Regions from separate parts of the Mus musculus genome. Here region 1 is linked to region 2. The links are chromatin contacts, called in public Hi-C maps. All regions are on one chromosome and are shown on one strand. Each heading gives the region's core, a stretch centred on a gene start, on an enhancer-like site or on the middle of the called end of the contact. The rest is flanking DNA. Distances are from core to core; before and after follow the strand shown.

Region 1 (6,046 bases), core at 1,645-4,144, 150 kb before region 2:
GAGAGACGGTCAACTACCTGGTTCCCAGATACAGGCACTCCCCAGGCCCCGACACTGCCCTCTGGTGGCACAGCCCTGCCTCACAGTCCAGAGGGAGGAGAGCCACAAGGCCTGCTTGCAGTCGGTGGCCTGAGTGGTGAGGCCGGAGGGGACAATGGTTAAACCAAGTGATCTTGGTTAGCATCACTTGGTCAGGCTGAGGAGGGAGGGGTGCTGCTGCTGCCGCTGCCCGCCCCCCTGCAGGGGATGGTTATTGCAAGGCCTACAAAGAACTGCTATACAGCGGGATCCATCCGGAGACTGCACTGCATGGTCGAAGTCCCTGAGATGAAGCATCACATCTGTGTGTCTCTGTGACCTGAGCAGAGAGCCCGACCCCACCCTGTCCCCTGGAAGAGAGAATTCCAGCTGCCCCTGGTCTCCTGGGGGCAGAGCCAGCCCTCAAGAGGGTTCCAGACTCACCCTCCCTGTTGGGTTCAGAGCCTGGCCTGGGAACTCTGAGCAAGCTCAGCAAACCAAGGGGGAACCCCCTTCCCTCCAAGCAGGAGCACATACCATTCACAATCAGCCAAAGACATCTGAGCCATCTCTGGAAGCAAGCCTTCTTCCATAAGAACTCAGAGTCCAGAGTCTCCACTCCTTCTGCACCCCTACCATCAGGCTCTTTCTGCTCCCCCCTCTTACAGACTCAAGTTTCATCTTGGAGTTCTAGGCCCTTAGCCTCATCCACTCCACCATGCCGGAGAGGCCCAGAAAATCACCTGGCAGGTACCACAGGCCACTGAAATTGTTCTCCAGTTATCTGACCAGGAGAACATCCTAACAGAAGATGCAGGCGCATGGTAAACCCCAGGGCCACCCCCACTAGTCTCATGACCACACACAGTAGCTCCGCCCCCTCCTTTGACAGGCAGCTACCTCTCCATCCTGCCATCTCTCCATCATCTTTGACTGTCATCGCCTCAGAGTGAATGGCAGATGTTACTTGTGCCACCTGCAGCCTCTGGCGTGAGTGACATTGATTGAAGCTCAGCCTGTGCTGTCTTCTAGGTCATTTACCGGAGAACTTTGTCAGGGCCCTGAATAGATGAATTCTACAGCAGTAGCCCCAGGTGACTTCGACACTCCCAAGGGAGAAGGTTCTTGGTACCCTTTCCAGAAAACCTCCCCACACTGAGTTGCTCTAATGAATAAAAAACAACAACTAAACCAAATAGTTTGCATAGCAATGCCCTGAGCCTTTGGGGGACATCTAGGCTGACAAATGTCAGGACTCTGTGACAGTTGGTCAGCTGATGGGTCTCCATTGTCCCTATACCGTTAGGTGATCACCAAGGTGTTTGGGACAGAGCATGTCCTCTCAGAGAGTTGGAAGCTGTCAGGACAGCCGTGCTCCCAGGGCAGCCATGCTCCCAGGACAGCCTCCCTTCTTAGGCCTCCCTTAAAAATGTGCCTAGAAGGTTCTTTTGAAAGGGTGTTTTATAGATGTGGCACATGACACACAGCCCACGGAGAAGCTGCAGACGCTACTGAGGCTAGTGACGGGGAAAGCCCAGGATGGCCAGACCCGTTCTCAGGTTCCTGATGCAGCTCTGTCTCATGGCAGCGACTGGATCCTGCAGGCCACAGTCACAGCTCAAAAAGCTGCTTTGAGTCCCACCTGAACTCTTGGTATCACCACCGTGTGGAGGAGTGTGCAGGTACCTTGCCCAATAGCAATGGTCCCCTCCTCTTACAGATGTTTGCCTCTGGGCACATCAGTCCCAGAGGCCCCAGTGACATTTAAAGAGTGACCCCCTTCCATAATAAACTAGGACACACCATGAAAGCTCTTCTCTACAGCCTACTGGGATCAAAACTGGCTTCTGCACAAAACTAACCAGTAGACAGACATCAGTCAGCCTCACACTGACTGCCCAGGCACCGGCTCCAGCATGGAGCGAGCCAAGCACCAGCGAACACTCAGGATGAATTCAGGTACTAATGCCACCCTGGTAGTGACAGAAGCCACTGTGACGGTGTGGCAAAATCCAAGACAGATCATGAGCAAAACGAGCAGGAGCCGAAGTCAAATCAACACCATGGAGAAAAGAAGGCTGCTCTTACCTGTGGATCCTTGGTCCCTTCTGATTCGTTCCCTCCGGCGAAGAGCAGGCCCGCCTGCAGGGCTCGGGTGCACGGCTCTCAGCGAAGACTCTGTCAATCACACACAAACATTAAAGCCATGTGAGTATTGCTTGTCCCCCAAAACACAACTCAGTGTAGACCCCACCCACGGCATGAAGTATGGGGCTTTGGAGGTCTCTCTTTGGAGGGAGGCCGTGCTCTGGGTTACCGGTGTAAAGGACTCTAGCTCCACCCCACTCCTCCAGGAACACCTCCCACAGCACCCCCCACCCCTGTCACATATCGAGTGTGGGTGAGATGCCCCATGTTCTCAGGATCATGTTCATAGCTTGTGCATCTCCCCTGGATACGTTAAGGATACAGACTCCACGGCAGCTGGTGCACTCTCTGTGTGCTAAGCGTTTTGGTTGCTGCACAGAGTCCCAGAGTGGTCGCCCACTGTCTGTTCTGGGCTTCCTGGGGGTGAGGTGCATAGGGAGGGACCAGGATATCGAGGCCCAGGTGGTCTCACTTCTAAGCATTTCCAAGGGAGGCCCCTTGATTTTCGAGAGTCTGTTTTACTTCCTCTGGTCTCCATTTTCTAGGATTCTGGAGGTCACCCTCCAGCCTGAGCCAGCAGGGATGATCTGAGATCCTTGCCCTCCCTGCCTTCTGGTCCTTTGTTTGGGTTCTCTGCCCTTTGCCTGCAACTTCTTCAGCCTTCTCTCCATGCGACCAGATGTAGAAAGAAGCCAGTCCCTGCCAGGACACTTCCCTCCCCACCAGGGTCCTGGGAGTCATTTGGGGAAGTGAAGAAGTAAAGACTCATGACACATGTCTTTATTTGTATATGGCGTAAGGGTGAACTGATTTGGAGACCAGAGTTCCAGGCTCCAGCCCCACCAGCCGACTGGCATGTCTGTCAGTGCCTCTCCACGGCCCTCTAGAAGGGAGGAAAGAGACTGTGCCTTCTTCAGCCTTGTCGAGATATAGGACACAATCCCTGGACCTTAAAGCTTCCAGTGTTGCCTCCTGTCTTAGTCAGGGTTTCTATTCCTGCACAAACATCATGACCAAGAAGCAAGTTGGGGAGGAAAGGGTTTATTTGGCTTACACTTCCATACTGCTGTTCATCACCAAGGAAGTCAGGACTGAAACTCAAGCAGGTCAGAAAGCAGGAGCCGATGCAGAGGCCATGGAGGGATGTTCTTTACTGGCTTGCCTCCCCTGGCTTGCTCAGCCTGCTCTCTTATAGAACCCAAGACTACCAGCCCAGAGATGGTCCCACCCACAAGGGGCCTTTCCCCCTTGATCACTAATTGAGAAAATGCCTTAGAGTTGGATCTCATGGAGGCATTTCCTCAACTGAAGCTCCTTTCTCTGTGATAACCCCAGCTGTGTCAAGTTGACACAAAACTAGCCAGTACAATTGACCCCTTGTCAACTTGACACACAAACACATCACTAGTAAGCCTCAACCCTTACATTCTTATTCATCCCCAAGATCTAAATAACTTTAAAAGTCCCACAGTCTTTACATATTCTTAAAATTTCAATCTCTTTAAAATATTCATCTCTTTTAAAATCCAAAGTCTTTTTACAATTAAAAGTCTCTTAACCGTGGGCTCCACTAAAACAGTTTCTTCCTTCAAGAGGGAAAATATCAGGGCACAGCCACAATCAAAAGCAAAAGTCAATCTCCAACCGTCCAATGTCTGGGATCCAACTTACAATCTTCTGGGCTCCTCCAAGGGCTTGGGTCACTTCTCCAGCCAGGCCCTTTGTAGCACACGCTTCATCCTCTAGGCTCCAGATGCCTGTACTCCACTGCTGCTGCTGCTCTTGGTGGTCATCTCATGGTACTGGCATCTCCAAAACACTGCATGACCCCTTCAGTCCTGGGCCATCAATTGCAACTGAGGCTGCACTTTCACCAATGGCCTTCCATGGCCTCTCACAGTGCCAAGCCTCAGCTGCTCTGCTCAACTCCTTCATGCCTTCAAAACCAGTACCACCTGGGTGACCCTTACACATTACCAAGTCCAGCCACAGCACAAGGTACAACTTTGGCTATATCTGGAACACAGCCACTGTGCTCTCAGAAAACACTTCCCAGAAGATGTCACCTCAATGATGCTGGTCTCTTCTTAATCACCGCTAATTTCTTAGCTCCAGCTAACCAGCATCAATAGTCCCAGTAATGCAAAGTTTTTGCTTTGGTAGTTCTGGTATCTTGTTAATCACAGCTGATTCTTCAGCCCCAGCTAACCAGAACTACAGAATCTTCACATTCAAAACAGCAATGGCCCTGAAAAGAGTCTTTAATTTTCCCTCTGAAATTTCACAAACCAGACCTCCATCTTCTGCAGTGTTCTCAACATTATCTTCCAAGCTCCTACACAACATCCGACAGAGCTCTTAACAACGGATGGATCTTCAAGCCCAAAGTTCCAAAGTCCTTCCACAGTCTTCCCCAAAACATGGTCAGGTTGTCACAGGAATACCCCACTCTGCTGGTACCAATTTGTCTTAGTCAGGGTTTCTATTCCTGCACAAACATCATGACCAAGAAGCAAGTTGGGGAGGAAAGGGTTTATTTGGCTTACACTTCCATACTGCTGTTCATCACCAAGGAAGTCAGGACTGAAACTCAAGCAGGTCAGAAAGCAGGAGCCGATGCAGAGGCCATGGAGGGATGTTCTTTACTGGCTTGCCTCCCCTGGCTTGCTCAGCCTGCTCTCTTATAGAACCCAAGACTACCAGCCCAGAGATGGTCCCACCCACAAGGGGCCTTTCCCCCTTGATCACTAATTGAGAAAATGCCTTAGAGTTGGATCTCATGGAGGCATTTCCTCAACTGAAGCTCCTTTCTCTGTGATAACCCCAGCTGTGTCAAGTTGACACAAAACTAGCCAGTACACCTCCCTTCCCCATCAGTGCACCCCAGGAACACCAAAGGCCACAGTAACCCAGACTGGGAGACTGTCAGGCAAACCAATTCCTCATGCCTTCGCAGTTCCCACTGGTTAATGGAACCAACTCCAGTGTCCCTAAAGACACATTTTCCTCCCTGTCACAGAGATTCTGTACATTTACGTGGACCAGGCTGGTGGCTGGGGGTCCTGTGCACTCAGCAGCATGCACACCAAGTCTGGTTTATCCCCTCCAGGTGCTGCTGGCCGCCCCCGCCCCACATCTCAGTGTGAACTGCCCGGACTGTCAGCGGAACATAAAAACAGATGCTGCTAGAGCCAAGCTCACGCGGCCTCCCGTCTCATCTGCCCTCCAATTAATAGTTTCCAGGTCGCCGTGGCCCATGGGAACATCTGTGTTCCATCTCTTCAGCCCACAGATGTGGACTCTCTGGAGACTGCATCTCAGGAACACTTTAAAGAGAATGTGTCCCCCCCACCCTCCCCACACACACACCCAATCCTAGTCTTCTGGCGCGATAGTGTGTGTGCTCACACTTGTAGCATAGCTTGGCTGTGCTGCCCCTGGAGCAACTTCCGGCATCAGTCTGCGGACCACATGGGGCCCATGAAGAGATTCTCAGGAGCCACACTGTGATGAGTGAGGCCTGAAGTTCATGTGGTGAGTCACATACTAAGCCTCCGAGAGGAAGCTGCCCCTGGGAAGAGCAGATCTAAACAGAGCTGAGCTGTTTGATTTTTATTTTAAACTGAGCGTAGCGGTACATGCTTTTCTTCCCAGTACTCAGGAGGCAGAAGCAGGGTGATCTCCATGAGTTCAAGGCCAGCCAGAGCTACATAGTGAGATCCTGTGCCAACCTTACCTTCCCCTAAGTATAGGAGATACAAGGCAAGACGAGCCTTGCCCAGCCATGAGTCTGGCTCCAACAGCAGAGTGAGCTGCTCGTGTGTTTAATGTGCAGCTTCCTTCATTTAACACGTTTTTATTTATTTTTATGAGAGTCATC
Region 2 (5,769 bases), core at 688-3,187:
CCCACACCACTCACTGAGAACAACCACTGAAGCTGCAAACGTTCCCATTACCCAATGGCCCCTTCTGACCACACTTGTCCACAGCAGCTATCTACACCGGGAGTAGCTGTGCACCTGACAGCCCAAGCTCAGATGGCTCTAACCTCATTAACCCTGAATCTCTGGTGCCCAAGTCCTCCTGTGGCAGACAGCCTCCCTCTGGGGACACAGCTGCCCCTGTCACCCTGCTGCAGCCTTGATGCAGCAAGCCCCACCACCTTCCCACATAGATGTCTTCCCAAGCTTTTACAACTGAGGACAGCGTCCTAATCAACACCTTCCCCATACATCTCCAGCCAGTGCCTGCAGTCAGTCTTCAGGAAAACAGCCCAGCATTCCCACGAAGATGCTGGAAGACCTGAGACCAGCGCAGCTAAAGAATCCAAGACCAACAGGCACAATCCTCTTGTGGACCTAGGAAGAGGAGAGGTGACAGAGCTGACTGTCCCAGCACAGGTCTGGGCTCTTTAGCTCCACTGAGGACATCAAGGTAAGTGGAGCATTTGTGCCTTTTGCACCATAAGTGAAGCCATTCTGAGTCAGGTGACTGAACAGACAGATGACAAAATGAAGGCAGAATCTCCGCAAGTGGAAAGCTAGGACAACCAGCTAACGGCCCAGCAGGAAGCAGCTCTTCTTGAGCGCTTGCTGCACATGGCCATCCGAAGGCAAGCTGCCACTGGGAGAGAAGGGGGCAGCAGTGAGTGCCCTTTGATATTCGGTCCCAGATACAGTGACACTGGGAAGCAGGGGACAGAAACAAAATATGCACAAAGAATTAAAGATGGACAAGTTACTTCTCAGTGTGACAAGTGACCAACATGGCAGCTTCTTGTAGGGAGGCTGCTTGGAGCTGAGCGGGCAGCAGGGACAGGCTTCTGAGACACTGGAGGCAGGGGCAGAACCAGAGGTGTCACTACCTGGAGCTGAGGCAATGGCTCTTTCACAGCCTCACTGTCCATGACTGGATGTCTGTGGCCATGCCATGAGCTGCCATGCTTGGAATTTGACCTTGGGATCTCTGCCCTCATGTTAAGTGGTCAGGGACAAGGAAAAGCCCACTGTGTTTATTTCCCACTCCAGGTGGAACTCTCTTCACAACACAAACAGTGGGGACCTGAGGAGGGTTTCACTTTCCTCAGCCACAGAAAGGTACAGCCTGCCCATGGGGAACACCGACAACCAAAGCCAAACCACATCCTCAAAGGCAGAGAGGGGAGCCAACTGCAAGCCTGGCCGGGCCTCTGCTGTCCCAGCTGACAGCAAGAGACCTCCAAGAGAACCAACCTCTGCTACTTGTTCCTAACTGCTCAAGCTCTGCAGAAATGCCTGGGACTTCTTTTCTTCTCTTTCCAAGGCGGGAGCACGAGGAAGCCGCATGGGTCTTCCAGCACAGGCAGTGCTAGTTTTGGAAAACAAGGAGCGGAACCTCCTGTGTGGTGAGTGAGTTCTGTGTGTCTTCACAGTGAAAGCCACATTGCACTAACAGAAGCCTGTCCTGACTACTCAGAACTCAGAACTAAAACCAATCTTCACAAAAACTCCTTAAAGGCCACACAGTGCAAACAAACCCCCACTGCCAGCACCAGCTTCCCTCCCTGCCAGTGGCACATCCTGCTGGGGACCCATTGCCTGGGGCACTTTAGTAAGCACATGAGTCCTCCGAGTATATACAACAGAGACCTGCTCTCCTCTCTCGGGAGAACAGGAAGTGCTTAAATTTAACCAAGCCTACCTCGTCCGTCAGATTTTCAGGGAGCATTGCAGAAACTAGGGGGGAGTTTCTTCTCCAGTGCAAAACCCAATGTGAGCGCCCAGGAAGGACAAGCGCAGGACAGAGCCCTGCTGTACACATCCCGGACAGCCCAGCTCAGCTCCGCTCCCTCGCTGGAGGCAACCCCACCCCACCCGACAGCAGTGCCCCGTGCTGAGGAGTACAGCCTGTATGCAGGCCACAGTGAGAAGGAGTGCGTGGGAAGGGTGAGCACTTACCTGGCCATCCTGACCCACATGATGGATCTGCAGATTGCCCTGTACAGTGCAAAAAGGGAACAGTGAGAACTTCCCTACACGATTCAGAAATAACCAGGAAACCACTAAGTATAAAAATTCAACCCCTTTTAGCAATAAAACCCACAGAAGCAAAACAAGTAGTATAAGCTGAATCTCTAGCTTTTTCTCTTATATTAAAATCATAAAACGTTAAACCCACGAATGATCAACTCTGACCCATGAATGAGGACACCTTTTTTTTTCTTTTAAACAACTGTAGATTCACAAGGTGTGTGCACAGTAGCCCAGATGGCCCATAGCAGAGCCGTGTCCCCATAGCAAGAATATATTATCAGAGCACTGTCTGCTTGAGTCATAATAGCTAGGGAGCTGCTCCCGCTGCTGGGACCAGAGGACCCTCTGAGTGTGCAGTGCCTCTCCACAGAGCTCATTGCACACCATCGTCAACTGTAAAGGACACCAGAAAAGCGTCCCAGTCATCCCCCACCCCACCCCCGCACCAGGCAGTCTCTCCTAGAGAGCATCCCAGGCTCTGCCAGAATGCCACTGGTTCCACACAGAGTGCAGGACTGTATGGCCCTGGGACCATGACAGGACCCCTGACTCACCTCGCTGTCCTGTGTGATCTGCACCTGCTCCCCTTGAGGCACCTGGGCAATGTGGAGGTGGCCCTGTGGGATCCACAACAAGAGAAGACACCAAGAAGCATCAGAGGAAAACAAACTGAAGGGAACAGCAAGAGCCCTCTGCCACCTCCCTGCCTGGCTGCTTCCGGCACCTCAGAAACTGCTGGGGAGCAAGGAGCTTTGGTTCCACAGCCTGGGCGGCGGTGAGAAGTGTGCACACACTGAGCTCCGGCTACAGCCTCCACAATGGTAAATCATGTAACTGCTCATCACAGGATTTACCAACTGTGCAGCTACGGGTGGCAGATGGGAGGAGTTAGTTGTGCACTGCACTCAAGTGGGCAGATGGTAAACTCACATTTAAACAACTCACGGGGGCCAGGGAGAGGGGAGGGAATAGGGGGAGTTCGAAGGGGAGACCTGGAAATGGGAAGACATTTGAAATGTAAATAAAGAAAATAGCCAATAAGAAAGAAAGGAAGGAAGGAAGGAAGGAAGGAAGGAAGGAAGGAAGGAAGGAAGGAAGCTAGCTCGCTCACGGAAACAACTGACAAATGTGTCTGCACAGAAGCCTGAGGCTCCGACTCCTATCAAAATCCAATCTGGGGCAGGAGAGATTAAGAACACTTGTTCTTGTAGAAGCCCTGAGCTCAATTCCCAGCACCCACGTTGGGCAGCTCACAATACCCCACATAACTCCAGCTCCGGAAGATCTAAAGCCCTCTTCTGGCCTCTGTGAACACATGCATTCACATGCACAAACCCTATACACTACTAAAAATAAAAATAAATCTTTTTATTTTTTAAATCCTTTTTTTTTTAACATAACCTTTAAGTTGCTTTTTTTTAAAGATTTATTTATTTATTATATGTAAGTACACTGTAGCTATCTTCAGACACTCCAGAAGAGGGCGTCAGATCTTGTTACAGATGGTTGTGAGCCACCATGTGGTTGCTGGGATTTGAACTCCGGACCTTCGGAAGAGCAGTCGGGTGCTCTTACCCACTGAGCCATCTCACCAGCCCCTATTTTTTAAATCCTATCTTGGCCCAAACAGATCTTATAGCAAAGAGCCTATTCCAGGGGCGGGGCCGGGCCGCTTCCGCTTCACCGCTCAGCTTCACCGCTCACGGGAACCTGTGCCAAGGCGGCCCATGGCTTGCTCTCAGAGCTGCCCCTAGCCAGATGAATACCTGCTGGGGTCGAGTCAGTCACACAATCAACAAGCCCAAGAGAGCCACCACTCAGAGTCGCTCTGTTGCCTTTAAAACAGCCCCACAGCACGGTGGACTAAAAGCTCCAGCTCCCCAGTGCCGCCCCCAAGTCCCGCTCTTGAGCAGCTTCTGAGGTGCGGCTTCCCGCTGTCTGCTCAGAGGGTGCAAGACTGCTTGGCCTCTGCACTGTCTACGCCTCAGAACACAGCACCCCCCCCCCCCCGCCATGGAGTAACGGGATACGTACTACTTGCACCTGTCCATCCTCCCCAATCTGGTGGATCTGGACCTGCTGGGCGTTGGCCAGGGCGTAGTGTAGGGCCTGTGGCTGTGACTGCTGTAGCTCACTGGTGGGAGGAGGGGTTCCCATCATGGTCTCTGTGGAACACAGGACAAGTGTCAGAATCCCTCAGGTCCCACACACAGAGTGAATGACACCTGTCATCTTGGCACCTTCACGTCTTCCCCACCTCAATTTCTACAGAAGAGGAAAGGCACCTGGCTCCCAGTTTCAGGTGAGCGCATCTCTCCTCTGCAGAGTTGTCAACTGCAAGTCAGGGGAACTGAGATTTGTGACAGAGATTTAAGATTCAGTGACACCGTTGTGACTAAGTGTTTCTCCTGCAAACACCTAGACAAACTGCTGAACTACTGCAGGGCTTGAGGTCTGTCCACAGAAATGACCCACAGGGCTCTGCTAGGACCAACCCTGCTCTAGAGTTGCACTATGTGGCATTTCTCCAAGACAAAATTAACTCAAAGATGCATCTGCAGCACAGTTTATTTCCTAAGTTTAATCAAAGTAAGGGACATTCGGTTTGATATAAGTTATATTAATTTTAACTGTAATACTAACTATAAAGATTTTCCCCCAGTACTGGGGATTGGGCCTAAGGCCGCAGCATGCTAGACACTTCAGCCTCTAACTGTAATGTCATCACAAGCAGAATTTTCTGAAACAAAAAAATTGTTTGTAATTTCTTTTTAAATTTTCAATGTATACTATGCACTTCTGTGGCAGAGAGTTGTAATAATTGATGAGAACAAACATGTTGGGCAAACAGTGTAACGCCCTGAACCCTGAGAAAGTAATTACCATTTTGTATGAAGAAGAAATATACAGTGAGATATCTGAATAGGTGAACACACTTGCCACCAAGCCTGCCAGCCCGAGTCTCATCCCCAGAAACCACAGAAAAAGGAAGAGCGAGCGCTACTCTCGAAAGATGTTCTTGAGCTCCACTCATGTCCATACCACACACATCCTCACTACCAGGAACCGACACACAGCACAGGGGCATGCATGTGAAAAGACACATATGAAGTAAATAAAATGGAATACAAGATGAAACTTGTAAATATTTGTAAAGAAAAAAAAGGAAGTCATTTGTAGTATTGTGCGGTGTCTCCTTGTCTCTGCTAACAATTCTAAGGTAACAAGGTGACCCAGCTGGAATCAATACCAATTCCAAATTAACAGAATGCTGGCTTAATTACATTTTACCATCACCAAATAGTCTTGAATACCAGACTAGCGTTGCTATGACAACAACAATGCAAACAGAACAAGGACAAAGATCCCAGAAGTCCCTTGGCCTAGTCACCACTCCGCTTAATCAGAACTCTGCCACAAATGTGGCATGTTAGGACAGACACAGAATGTCTCCTCCTCAGCTGACAAAGCAGTGCACTTTCACAACACCCAAGGGTGCTGAGGGGCAAGGACATCCCCAAGCCCAGGACCTCTTCTGAAAGCAAGTGCCTACCTGCCTGCCTCACCAGCAGCGTCCTAGAAACGAACTACTAGGCAGCTCTGAGCCAGCCCTAAGCAATACTCACCCAAAGCCACAGGACGAGGACTGCAATGAACAAGCCT

What was found. Hi-C and Micro-C count contacts between places; a contact is called where the count stands out from the background.
Region 1: a Hi-C map of bone marrow-derived macrophages shows a contact between it and region 2, with 38 read pairs. The contact joins two enhancer-like sites. A contact is called at or near these places in 4 of 484 Hi-C or Micro-C datasets (LSK cells, bone marrow-derived macrophages, cerebellar granule neurons and 1 more), 2 of 115 datasets of contacts at active chromatin or transcription factors (double positive thymocytes and fibro-adipogenic progenitors) and 2 of 9 other capture datasets (adipose tissue and pancreatic islet).

Annotation. Positions count from the first base shown.
Region 1 is chr8:122,157,234-122,163,279 of GRCm38.p6, reverse strand. It overlaps a transcript of Zfp469 not described here. Among named protein-coding and RNA genes, the nearest start is that of Gm39268, 10 kb to the right of the region's middle. Within about 2 kb of position 2,894, at least 9 of the 459 cell types and tissues checked have an H3K27ac peak or open chromatin away from gene starts, as enhancers often do. A contact at or near this core is called in bone marrow-derived macrophages, where this site is marked.
Region 2 is chr8:122,004,054-122,009,822 of GRCm38.p6, reverse strand. Banp (BTG3 associated nuclear protein) reads right to left here. Exons shown (of 14, transcript NM_016812.4): 9 at 4,141-4,271; 10 at 2,661-2,732; 11 at 2,032-2,070. Among named protein-coding and RNA genes, the nearest start is that of Mir7237, 29 kb to the right of the region's middle. Within about 2 kb of position 1,937, at least 56 of the 459 cell types and tissues checked have an H3K27ac peak or open chromatin away from gene starts, as enhancers often do. A contact at or near this core is called in bone marrow-derived macrophages, where this site is marked.